Regions from separate parts of the Siniperca chuatsi genome. Here region 1 is linked to region 2. A link is a contact called in public Hi-C data. All regions are on one chromosome and are shown on one strand. The core of a region is the stretch at or near the end of the contact, and the rest is flanking DNA. Distances in the headings are between cores, read along the strand shown. Region 1 overlaps vwa8 (von Willebrand factor A domain-containing protein 8). Region 2 overlaps dgkh (diacylglycerol kinase eta).

Region 1 (5,622 bases), core at 2,958-5,457, 96 kb before region 2:
AATACAGTAATAATAACTTTCTGAGTGACACTGTAAGCACTGGTGTTGATTGTATTGCATTGTATTTTATTGTATTATTGTTTTTAATTAATGTTTTTGTGTCATTCTTTCTTGTATGTCAGATCTGCCGTCCCCTATTGTTTTCTGGCTGCACCTCCCTCATCACTGTTAAGTACCTGATTAGCATGTGATAGGCGTGACCAAGGTGATAATACACTGTGATAGACTTTGGGCAGATTAAATCTCAGACCACCATTTCTATTCAAAGAGGGGTTCTCTTTTTTCACAAAAATGGCTTCTTTGACACCCCGTTCAAACCAACTCTTCTCTCTACTTAGAATCTTCACCTCGCTGTCTTCAAATGTGTGGTTTGTAGCTTTTAGATGCAAATGCATGGCGCTCTGCAATCCCGAGTTAGCGTGTCGTCTGTGCTGATAAAGTCTTTTGTGAAGCGGCTGTTTGGTCTCGCCTATGTACCGTTCTTTGCAGTTTTCCTCACTGCACTGAATGGAGTAAACTACATTGCTCTGTTTCTGTGTGGGTAACTTGTCCTTAGGGTGAACGAGTTTCTGTCTTAAAGTGTTGCCTGGTTTAAAGAAGACAGGAACATCGTGCTGTCTAAAGATCCTTTGTAGTTTTTCAGACAGTCCAGATACATAAGAAATGGAGACACTGTTCCTTCTTGGTTCTGTTACACTTTTGTCCTGTTTTTTGGCTCTTTTAACTTTGTTGATAGCCCAAGTAGGATAACCACAGGCTGAGAGTGCACTCTGGACATGCCTTTCCTCTTTCTTCTTACCCTCTGAGCCGGTGGGCACTTCTTGGGCTCTGTGTTGTAATGTTTTATTTGTGTAAGTTTATGAACCCAAGATGTACTGTGTGTACGTGCAGGTGTGTACGAACTAAAATGTAGTAATTTGTTCTTGAATTATGGCATAAAGTGTTTGATGTGGTAACAAGTCTTGCCATAACATGTTACTTGTTCCAAAATGTACATATTTCAAGGTTAATGTTAATGTTAATGTTAACTACTGCAGCTTACAGATTGTGGCACAAGTCTGCAGACGATTTGAACTTTGAAGGAGCAAGCAAGTGTAGATGTGCGTATGAGTGTAACTGAAAAGCTCGCTTCAGTCGGGCAAGGGCGGGGGGGGGGCAAAAAGGTGGCAGGTGGCCAATCAGGGCAGTAGATGGAAAAACACCCAGACATTGACATACAGGTGTAAAAACAGCCATATTGTAGAATTAAGTGTCAGGTTGAGTGACTGGATATATAAGAATGAAGTGCTATGAACGTGATTATATTACGCTGGAAACCTGCAGACACCTACTTGGCACCAGAAGCACCAGTTAAACAAAAGCCATGTGTTGTGTGTGCAGACAGATAATGACTGATGTGTCCTGTGCATCTGTGTGTGTGTATTGATGATGTCATCAGTGCTGTAATGGGACAATGTCAGACTGAGAGGAACTATTGAGTACTGAAGACCAGACAGTCACGCACACCTGCACACACACTCGCTCACACACACACACACACACAGCCCAACGTGTGGTTGTCCAGAAATGTGTGCATGGAGCGAGAGTATTATGAAGGCAATGAGCTGTCATGTCTTTTCTCTACAGGGACAATAGGCATGATCTTTGCTAATAAAACCTGTTAATCACCTCTGACAAACATAAGTTAAGAGGTGAGCATGACGATTTATTTTATTTCCTGCTTTCCTTTTTTATTTCATATTTTGGTCAAAAGCCTGCTTGTTACACTCTTTAAGTGTGTCATAAAAACAAGGTATTTCTCAAGTAATGCATATGTGCCATATACAAACAGGTAAGCCCATATGGAGGTGAGGTGTGTAAACAGTTTGGTAAAGTAGCATATCTCTGAGCAGAGAGCCTTTTACACAGGTATGTCTAAATACAGTAGTGCTACTGTTGTGTCCAGTGAGCTAACACAGAGCACAGCACTGTCTAAGTCTGAGCTACAGTGGACTCAAGGTGCCCCATCGAAGAAGACTTGGCTACTGAGGGATCTAGGCTAGAGAGAGGTCCCGTGTGTGCATTGAAGGTGTGCAGGTGTATGGGAGTGTGTGTGTGTGTGTGTTAATGAATACATTCTCAGTCAAAGGCAGTCTGCTTAAATTTTGGCTCAGTAGCCCGGGGGCCTCAGCACACTCTTAAGAAAATCTATATCTCTGGAGTCAAGGCAACACAGAATGAGTACCCAAAAACACAATGATTACATCTCGTCATGCCTTATTGCAGGAGCAAATGTAGAAAATGATGAAGACTGACACAAATAATATTTTTTACTTTCCCTTCATTCATTCCTAAAAAAAACTTTAGGCTTGCTCATACTGCTTGCGTTTCACATAAAAGATGCTTATCTCATAGACACGAAAGTTAACAATCAATTTGTGAATTTGTATTACTCCTCTTTGATATCCTCATTTTAGTCCCTGTATTGGCTTCTTTGTCTCACTACCTTGTGCACAAACCACAGAACCGCAGATAATGCACCCTACATCTGGGAGGCTATGCTATCTAAAGAATTTGTCTGCCTGTGTTGTGTACGTGGGCACGTTAACAATGCTTTCTCAGTACGCTGGTCCGAATGTTCTGACCCATACCAAGGGTCAAAACTATTGCATCATCAGCACAAAGCCGTCCATTCATACACACCCACCATGGGTACAGGGTCATGCATTTTGGGTCTGGAAACATTCCGGTTAGCATAAAATCAGGAGTGTTTCGGCAGCTAATATATTCCGCCAGAGTGAGGCAAGTATGCAGAGTGACATCCAGTTGAAATTCTGTTCACAAGAGTTATTTTTAAAGTAGCACTGCCCCTCATTGGTGTTGAGAGAAACTGCATCTTTGTGATACAACATTGAGGTATCCACAGACGCTTTTAAGACCATTTCTAACAAAGTTGTGATGTTACCTGTAAAGGTCTACCATCCTCCGTCCCAATCATATTCCTCCATTCCATCAGTGATCGCTGCAGGGTGTCCAATCCTGTCTCCCAGAGCCGGACGTACCCACCCATATCCACTGTGACCACACCTCCAGAACCCAGAGCAGCTATGAGCACATCAGACTCTGACACCTTGGACAACCAGCTGGTGTAAGGCGACACAGTCATTGACCTGCCAATCACAAATATGCAGGAAAGTGGAAAACGCAGTCACTTAGAGAAGTCATCAAAAGGGCTTCAAGACTTTCACTCGATTTAACATTTAAACTTTCCTCAAATGTGAAAAATATGTTGTCTGTCAAAAAAACGTTAGCTATGCCGGGGTTTTCCCTAGCTCAACATGATGACCTTGATTATATGTGTCTGAATTTTGATGCTTACACTGTTATCAAAATGGGCTTTTTCCCCCACTTGGCTTAAATGGTCAAACAAATACACTAATGTGGCCCACTTTGATTTAGATGGGCAGGAAAAAACTTGTATGCAAAATGGAATGAGGCAAAATCACAAAAGACACGGCACTAACTTACACAGAACATGTACTGTAACAGCAAGACAGGATAAATGATCAAAATGTCTACTGCCTTTTTACAAATAATAGGAGCAGATATTTTTGTATGTTTTACAAGAGTAAAGGTTGATTTATACACATTTCATTCTTTGGTGATACATACGCATTTAATGATACCAAGAATCATAAAATAATAGTTTTGCAAATTTAAAAACGCAATAGTAAAACATACAGTATAGAGACAATGCATTAGTATTTCTCAGTGCAATGCTGGCTCTGACCACTAGCTGGTGCTACAAGATGCAAAATGATGTTCTTGTTGTGAAAGTATTGCAGAGTGAGACACAGTAACAAACAGGTGTGCTGTGTTTACCTTGGAACAGGAATATATTTGACTTTTTTGGAGTTCAGATCAGTCACCTCCAGGTACGCCGCTGTCATTGGAGGTGTGACATCTGAGAGACAAACAGGAAAACAAGTCTGCACACACTGAATACATTCTCTGTTTGAATTGTGTGAATGCTATGAACTCTGACCTTTGGGGTAGACCTCCTTCAGGGGCACCTTGTTGGGTGGAAGTGCTCGGACCACCTGATTGGCTGAGAGCAGACTGACACAATTCTCCTGTTTGGCCGTGCTGGACCGAAGCCCACCTCTGAGGAACATGTGAGCCCCACTCTCAGCACTCTTCATCCCTGACAGGTCAACAGGCCTCTTAAAGCTGTACACCTCGTTAGGGGACTGGACAAGAAAAGAAATCAAGAGGAAAATATCACTACTTATATATCAAGCACACAGCTGTTTGGCCTAGTTGTGAGTATATTAATATTCATCAGTTCTAGCATCCACACTAGAGTACCTCATTCAACCAAGCTTTCATTTATGTTCTCTACTCATTGAATTTTTTTCAGGAATACATTAAACTGACAGCAGGGACATACTGAATGGGCCCCACTCCACTTGCAGGGTTAACACTGATACACAGACACACATTCATATCTATGCCCTGTTATGAGTCTTTGATCCACCTGACTAGCATGTCTTTGGTACAAAAGAGTAAAATGGAAAACGGCAGGAAACCTACAGTACGTAAATACAGTGAGAGCATATAAACTCCACAACAAAAAGTATGTTCCATATTGCTGCAGGGCAACAGGGTTTAACACTAAATAACTTTGCCACCCTTCAAGTGTTGCTCCCTAAAGCTGCACAAGAAAACTTGAAAAAATGGTGGAAAATAACTTGAATAACTAGTTTGAAGTACTTCAGTAACACTAAAAACATGTAATATGATACTAATGAAGTGCAAATGTCTCCTATTTTGTCTAATCTTCTCTGTAGATGGAGAGATATCTTCAAGCTACTACACCAGTGGTCATACCACACACCTGAAATTGACATGAAAATGTCACAGGAAAATGTTGTCCTGTGCAGATGTAATGTCAAATGATTAGTTCAAATCTACAAAAGCTTTATGTGTCCCAAACATTGACCCACAATTTTTTACTACATTTTATAATCTCACCATGAGGTCTGGGAAGCCCACAATGACCCGTGCAAAGGAGCCGGTGTCGGTCAGTACACGGTTAGGTGAAACAATCTTCTGGTCCAGAGCGGCGCTGAGGTTCTCGTTGGGTAGCTGCTCACATGACAGCATCTGGGGTACGGACACCTCAGCTGGGAGGGTGGGAGTGAAGGGGCCGAACAGAGCATGATGGAACAGAGAAAGAAACAGGAAAGGAAATTTTTGTTAACGTACCAGACATTGCAGTTGTATGAAAAGAGCTCTGGAGAGGTCTGTAGCATCGTACTTCATGTGAGAGATCCAGTGTCTACTATATCAATGAGCTCACTGCAGAAACCCTCTTAAGGGCTCATATATTTCTTCTTTAGATTACAATACAGTGCACCGTCCTCAGTTAGATCCACTGACTTATTACAGTGACTTATGACCTTCGTGGACTAATTCAGTCTAGATTGTTGGACATTGCTTATTACTTCACATTTTGGCCTCACTAACTGTGAAGTGGAGTCGTATGAAAGTTTAATATTGATTGAAATATGCATGGTTCACTTGATATTTTTGGTTTGACTAAAGGCCAGTTGACAGGTAAGCTTAGAGGTCTTGTCACGG
Region 2 (5,697 bases), core at 2,615-5,114:
TGTGATATTCCACCTCTTGCGCCAGGCTAAGCTGTTTATCTCTCCATCTTCAGTCTCCACAACAGTCTGTGGCAATGGAGAACTTCGTTAATAATGAATGATTGTACCTGTCGAAACTGTGCTGGCAGGGCAACTGTAAAGTCTGTGTGTGCATGATTATATGTGTCTGAATGTGTGTAATGTGTGCAGCTTTGTATGTGGATGCATGTTACTGTGTGTAAGTGTCTAGTGTGCCTCTTTGTGAGTGTGTGTGCATCGGCCACAGGATGTGTTATTGTCTTAGGGGCAGAAGTTCTTCCTGTTTATCATGGGGCTGCTTCCTTCCTTCCACACATTTTCCAGCCGTTGGAAGACTACGAGGTATCAGTCAAACCCTCTGCTTTGTATCCTCTCCATGTTTCCTCTTATTGCCTCCTTACTCCTTCCTGACCTGGACACTAATCAAAAAACACACTGAGCAAGTAGAGGATGTGAACAGAAGGGTTTGTTACTCGTGGTTTGGTCAAATCCACTTTTTAGTAAATGTCAGCCTCCCAGTCTGCCAGTCCCGCACGTATTTGTTTCCCCATAGGAATTCACATGATGTCAACGAGAGCAAAGTTGCTATGTGGCAAAGTGCAATGTTCAGAAACTGTCATCGTGCATTAAAATGGGAAAAATGCATAACTGCTGAAAGCTAAAAAGAAGGGAGGCAACGTGAAGCTATACTTACTCAGGGCTGTGAAACACTACCTAAGCATGCAGATTTCTAAATGAGACAAATATTTTTACAAACCTGTCAACAGTCAACCAAAATATATTTTAAATCTTCATGATTTTGGTAAGGTTGGCAAATTCAACTTGATACATTCTCAGCAACAACAATAAATTAAAAACCAAATCCTTCAGAGTAAAAGCATCATCTTCACAAATATATAAAAGTACTCTTGTTACCCTACACTGTATCCTTAAGAATTGTAGTGGTTTCAGACAGTTGGAGTAAATAGACATTGTACCTTGGGCATTTTACTCTCAAAATGTGGAATTGTGGAATGCACCTCTGTATCTAATTTCAAGGTCCAAAGTTTTTTTCACTTAGTACTTATTACCTTTTATAATTCCCTGCTTTTATTCTGAAGGCCAGAGTCCCCTACCAGAGGTCCTACTGTTTCTGGTGGAACATAGCAACACTAACATACAGTATGTTCAGTGTAATGTTAATTCAACAGTGTGGAGCTGAGCATAAATAAAAATGTGTGTCACCGTATTTCAATATCACCCACTGACTGTCACCTTCATTATATGGATTATTGTCAGTTCAGATGGCTTAAGAAGAAGATATTTGTTTGTTTTAAAAAGTAATGTCATTGTGTACCCTCTATTGTGTTTGCCCTAAGGAACCAGGAATTTGAACCACACATGTTTGAGTAGAAAAAAAGGAATGATAGTGTTGTGAATCTTTCTTTCTGTGTGTCCAGCTGCTAAGAGTCCCTGTTCTCCAACGGAGATGAGGGTGAGCCGCAGCACCCAGTCCTGTGGCTCCTTCACCATCACCCCCTTCACCACCAGCAAGGAGAACCTCCCTGTGCTCAACACACGCATCATCTGCCCTGGTAAACACTCACACACACACGACAAGACATTATATATATTTCAAAGCATGCATGCAACAAATTTCCCTTCACCTGACCTTAACAAAACACACAGGGACAGGATCACTCGGACATTTCAACTCAGCCTCTTGTGACAGATGACTGTGTGTGTGTGTGTGTGTGTGTGTGTGTGTGTGCAGGCTTGCGGGCAGGTCTGGCTGCCTCCATCGCTGGCAGCTCCATCATTAGCAAGATGCTGCTGGCTAACATCGACCCCTTTGGTGCCACACCCTTCATCGACCCCGACCTCGACTCACTGTGAGAGCCGTTTCTCTTCGTGTGTCTCCTCCCATTTTTGTCGCCGTTTGTCTGTTTGAAAATCTTTCTGGTTCTACTGTGTTTTCTCATCTTTCTCTCTCTGGCCAGTCATGTGCAAATCTATATCCACATCTCTCTCTCTCTGTGTTTCTGTTTGTCCTTGATATGTTTGTGTGTGAGTTTCAGCTTACTTAGTCTGTTTGTGTGGCTGTTTTTCCACCCAGAGAGGGCTACATGGAGAAGTGTGTGATGAACAACTACTTTGGCATCGGCCTGGATGCCAAGATCTCCCTGGAGTTCAACAACAAGCGAGAGGAGCATCCAGAGAAATGCAGGTGAGACACATTTCCCTTACCCCCAGGCATCTGTCAGCCATTGAGCAACAGATATTGTTATTGGCAATCAGCCATCAAGGGAATGTTTTTGTTTTTTTTATCAGTGAAAGCTGCTCTGTCGCCTGCATTTGTATTTACCAAGCATTTCTCAAGATGGAAGTGTCCAAGCTCAGAAGTCACTGGCATTCAGTTGGCTGAGGTGCATATTCAGCCAGATGTACTACATATATTATCATTAGTAAAGCTGATATTGCTTGTTTTCTTGTGTTCTGACTCTTAAAAAAAGAAATATAATCTCTGTAGGCTATAGTACTAGTGTCTGGGTGGTTTATAACTCTGTCAAACAACCATTCAATTCCAGCACAGTTTAAGATCTTTTCAGTTCATTTCACAAACCTTTCCATTTTCACCACACTGTTAATCTCACCCTCTGCTCCCCTCCTACACAGGAGTCGCACCAAGAACATGATGTGGTATGGTGTTTTGGGCACAAAGGAGCTTCTGCAGAGAACCTACAAGAACCTGGAGCAGAAGGTCCAGCTAGAGGTGAGAAAGGACAGAAGAACAGCAGAGAACATTTGCTTTTACTTAAAAAGTCTGGAAAATCAGACTGCATGTTGCATGCTCAGATTTTACTATGACTTTAGTCTAAAGAAACATCTACTGGAGATCTGTAGACCCAGGCAGCTGTGGGCAGGACCAATAAGCACGGTGTGGGGTGATTTAGTGAGGATGTGACTCACCACTTCTCAACACTCTTGAATCTCTTGAAACACTATCTAAGTGTTGTAGATGTAAGGTGAAGCATGATTCTGCAACTGCCCATCTTATTTCTCACCTCAAATTTATTCAGAAACAGCTGCCATGCTTCTCCAGTCTGAAAAAACACTTACAGCCCAGTGGATGGTGTGCTCATCTAGTCAGGTGTAGGAGAGTCATTTATTGATGTCACCCGCCAAAAAATAGTCTTCTGGCTTCGGGAGGCTGTTTAAGTTTAAACCCTTTTAAAAATTTGAAATTGTTCAAAATACCATACAGCACAAAGGTATTAACAATGTTGTACAGAATTATTTTCAACAAAATTTCATTTTCAGGCAGCTACAATTAAATAGTGATATTTACTAAAGGCAGAGTTGGATATTAAGGTAGACAAAATAAGGCAAATACCATGAAATGTATAGTTTTAGCACGGCAAAACGCCTGCTTAGACATTACTAATTAGGGTATACAGGAATGGTGTCAATGTTATTGCCAGTCTTAGATTGCCCATTTATACATCAGACATTTGTTCAATCAGAAATCTTTTTTTTTTTTTTTTTACAGCTTTATGACTCTTTTCTTTTGCTGTGAAACTGGCCTTGCAGTTAGATAAAGGTAGCAATGAAAGTTAGTAAAATATATTAGATTTGATGGTCATGAAACCTGCAGACACCCTGAGTTTCTCCTACAGACACATGTACCTTCCCTGCTCCTGTCACTTACTGGTCCAGCTGAGCTCTGCCTGGTTATTATTTGTCTTTCCCAGTGTGACGGCCAGTACATCCCACTGCCAAGCCTTCAGGGGATCGCAGTGTTAAACATTCCTAGCTACGCAGGCGGGACCAACTTCTGGGGAGGCACCAAAGAGGATGATGTGAGTACATTTATAGTACACTAGATGTTCTCACTGAACTCTGCGTAATGTTCCATCCTGCTGGAAGTGGATGGACTTAGATCACCTTTGGAGAAGAAAATGGGTGTTTTCCTCCTCAAGCCAATATCAGAAATTGGCCAGACTCCTTGGATTGAGGCTCCACCTCTCTCTTTTTGTCTCTCACTTGTTCTCTCTTGTTTTCTCTGTTGTTAACTGTGGGGAAAGACAGCCTGGATCCTGGTTTAACATGACCCTGACTGCCTGGAGGTGCAGGGGGAGGGATGGTTAGAGAGATAGTTGTGCTTGTTTGTTTAAGGCCCAGAGCACAAGGCCTGCTGAGGGATTAGTTTGCACATGCACACACACACACCCCTTAGTGAGCCCCTGCAGAGGTTACCCTTGGACACACACATATGGTATGTGCATTTGCCGTTATGTAACTGTTTTGCTGGAGAGGAGGAAACCGAAACAGGGAGAGGACATTTAGTTAAACTTAGTCATCATGTGCACACACACACACACATTACAATCAAAGTTTTCTCTTTGTTTTGAATAGACTTGTTTTGCAGTCTAATCATTCATTTTGACACATTGCAGCTGATCTGTAGTTTCACTATAAAACAAAGATTGAGTTTATTTGAAAATAGTTGAAATATACATTATTGACACCAACAACTGGTGATAAAGTTACATATCTCGCTTTTGTCACTGATCAACATGTTACCACCTCTACTTTAGCACTAAATGCAGTACAGAACTTTTTGTTGAACGTGTTTTGGTTTCCATCTAGTGGCCTAGGCTCCACACGACAACACATCTGATCATGTTCTTTGATCATTTCATCTGGGGGGAAATGTTACCTATCCAGCTTCTTTTTGTTTTGCTGAGCCACTCTCTCTATGTATTTGGGCAGATGCTGACTCCTCATTGCTTTGACCTTTTCACGGGCAGTTTGCTGGCAGAGATCAATACCAGAATTGTTGGAAGCCTCTTCTTTCAGAAACAATTCATTTCTCATTCAGGCTCCAGCTAAACTGAGCTGACAGGGCAAAATGTCTCCTTTGAGGCAGGTTTTTTCTTTTTACAAATATAGAGATAGGGAGGATTTGTGAACCCATATCACAATTACATTAAAGGATAAGGCTGGTGATATTTCATATTTTCTTATTGACAACAAATGTCATGACCAGACCAAAGCCAACAATGAATTAATCCTGTGGAGCCAAAATCTGATGTGCCATAGACTACGGAAAATATTGCTACCCAATATTGTGATAGCGATTTAAATTGTGAATTTTTTCCTATTAATTGTACAGGCAAATGTACATCTTCAGTAGGAACAAATGGATTTGGGACTTAGTGCCACAGAGGGAAGTCAAAAAGTACTGAGTGACAGATTATCGCATTGTTGAGTCTTTTCATGACAAAATAAAGAATAGCCAGCCTAAGCCTTTAAGAGAGATTTAAATGATTGGTTATACAGTACACAATCAATAGATGCAACATGGTACTGCGCATACACTTCCTGAATGTCATTATTGTGTTGTGCAGATCTTCTGCGCCCCGTCATTTGATGATAAGATCCTGGAAGTTGTGGCTGTGTTTGGGAGCATGCAGATGGCTGTGTCCAGAGTCATCAAACTGCAACACCACCGCATAGCACAGGTGAGAACAGACACTACAAACTATATGAAAAGAAAATACACATATATATAAGAATATGGGCATCTAATCTGAGCCTCTCTGCCCGAATCAGTGTCGAACAGTGAAGATTACGATCCTGGGCGACGAGGGGGTTCCCATTCAGGTGGACGGTGAGGCCTGGATCCAACCGCCTGGA

The links. A called contact is a pair of places that touch in the nucleus more often than the background predicts.
Region 1: a contact with region 2 is called in a Hi-C map of liver, with 5 times the contacts expected there. The contact joins two enhancer-like sites. A contact is called at or near these places in 3 of 3 Hi-C or Micro-C datasets (liver, skeletal muscle and an unstated tissue).

What each region holds. Positions count from the first base shown.
Region 1 is chrLG12:26,642,751-26,648,372 of ASM2008510v1, reverse strand. It overlaps vwa8 (von Willebrand factor A domain-containing protein 8), which reads right to left. Exons shown (of 45, transcript XM_044216782.1): 34 at 5,014-5,165; 35 at 4,025-4,229; 36 at 3,862-3,943; 37 at 2,945-3,149. Among protein-coding and RNA genes, the nearest start is that of LOC122885508, 43 kb to the left of the region's middle. Within about 2 kb of position 4,207, the one cell type or tissue checked has an H3K27ac peak away from gene starts, as active enhancers do. A contact at or near this core is called in liver, where this site is marked.
Region 2 is chrLG12:26,545,863-26,551,559 of ASM2008510v1, reverse strand. dgkh (diacylglycerol kinase eta) reads left to right here. Exons shown (of 31, transcript XM_044216877.1): 18 at 1,458-1,592; 19 at 1,772-1,889; 20 at 2,114-2,224; 21 at 2,674-2,770; 22 at 3,750-3,857; 23 at 5,409-5,522; 24 at 5,614-5,697. Among protein-coding and RNA genes, the nearest start is that of akap11, 16 kb to the right of the region's middle. Within about 2 kb of position 3,864, the one cell type or tissue checked has an H3K27ac peak away from gene starts, as active enhancers do. A contact at or near this core is called in liver, where this site is marked.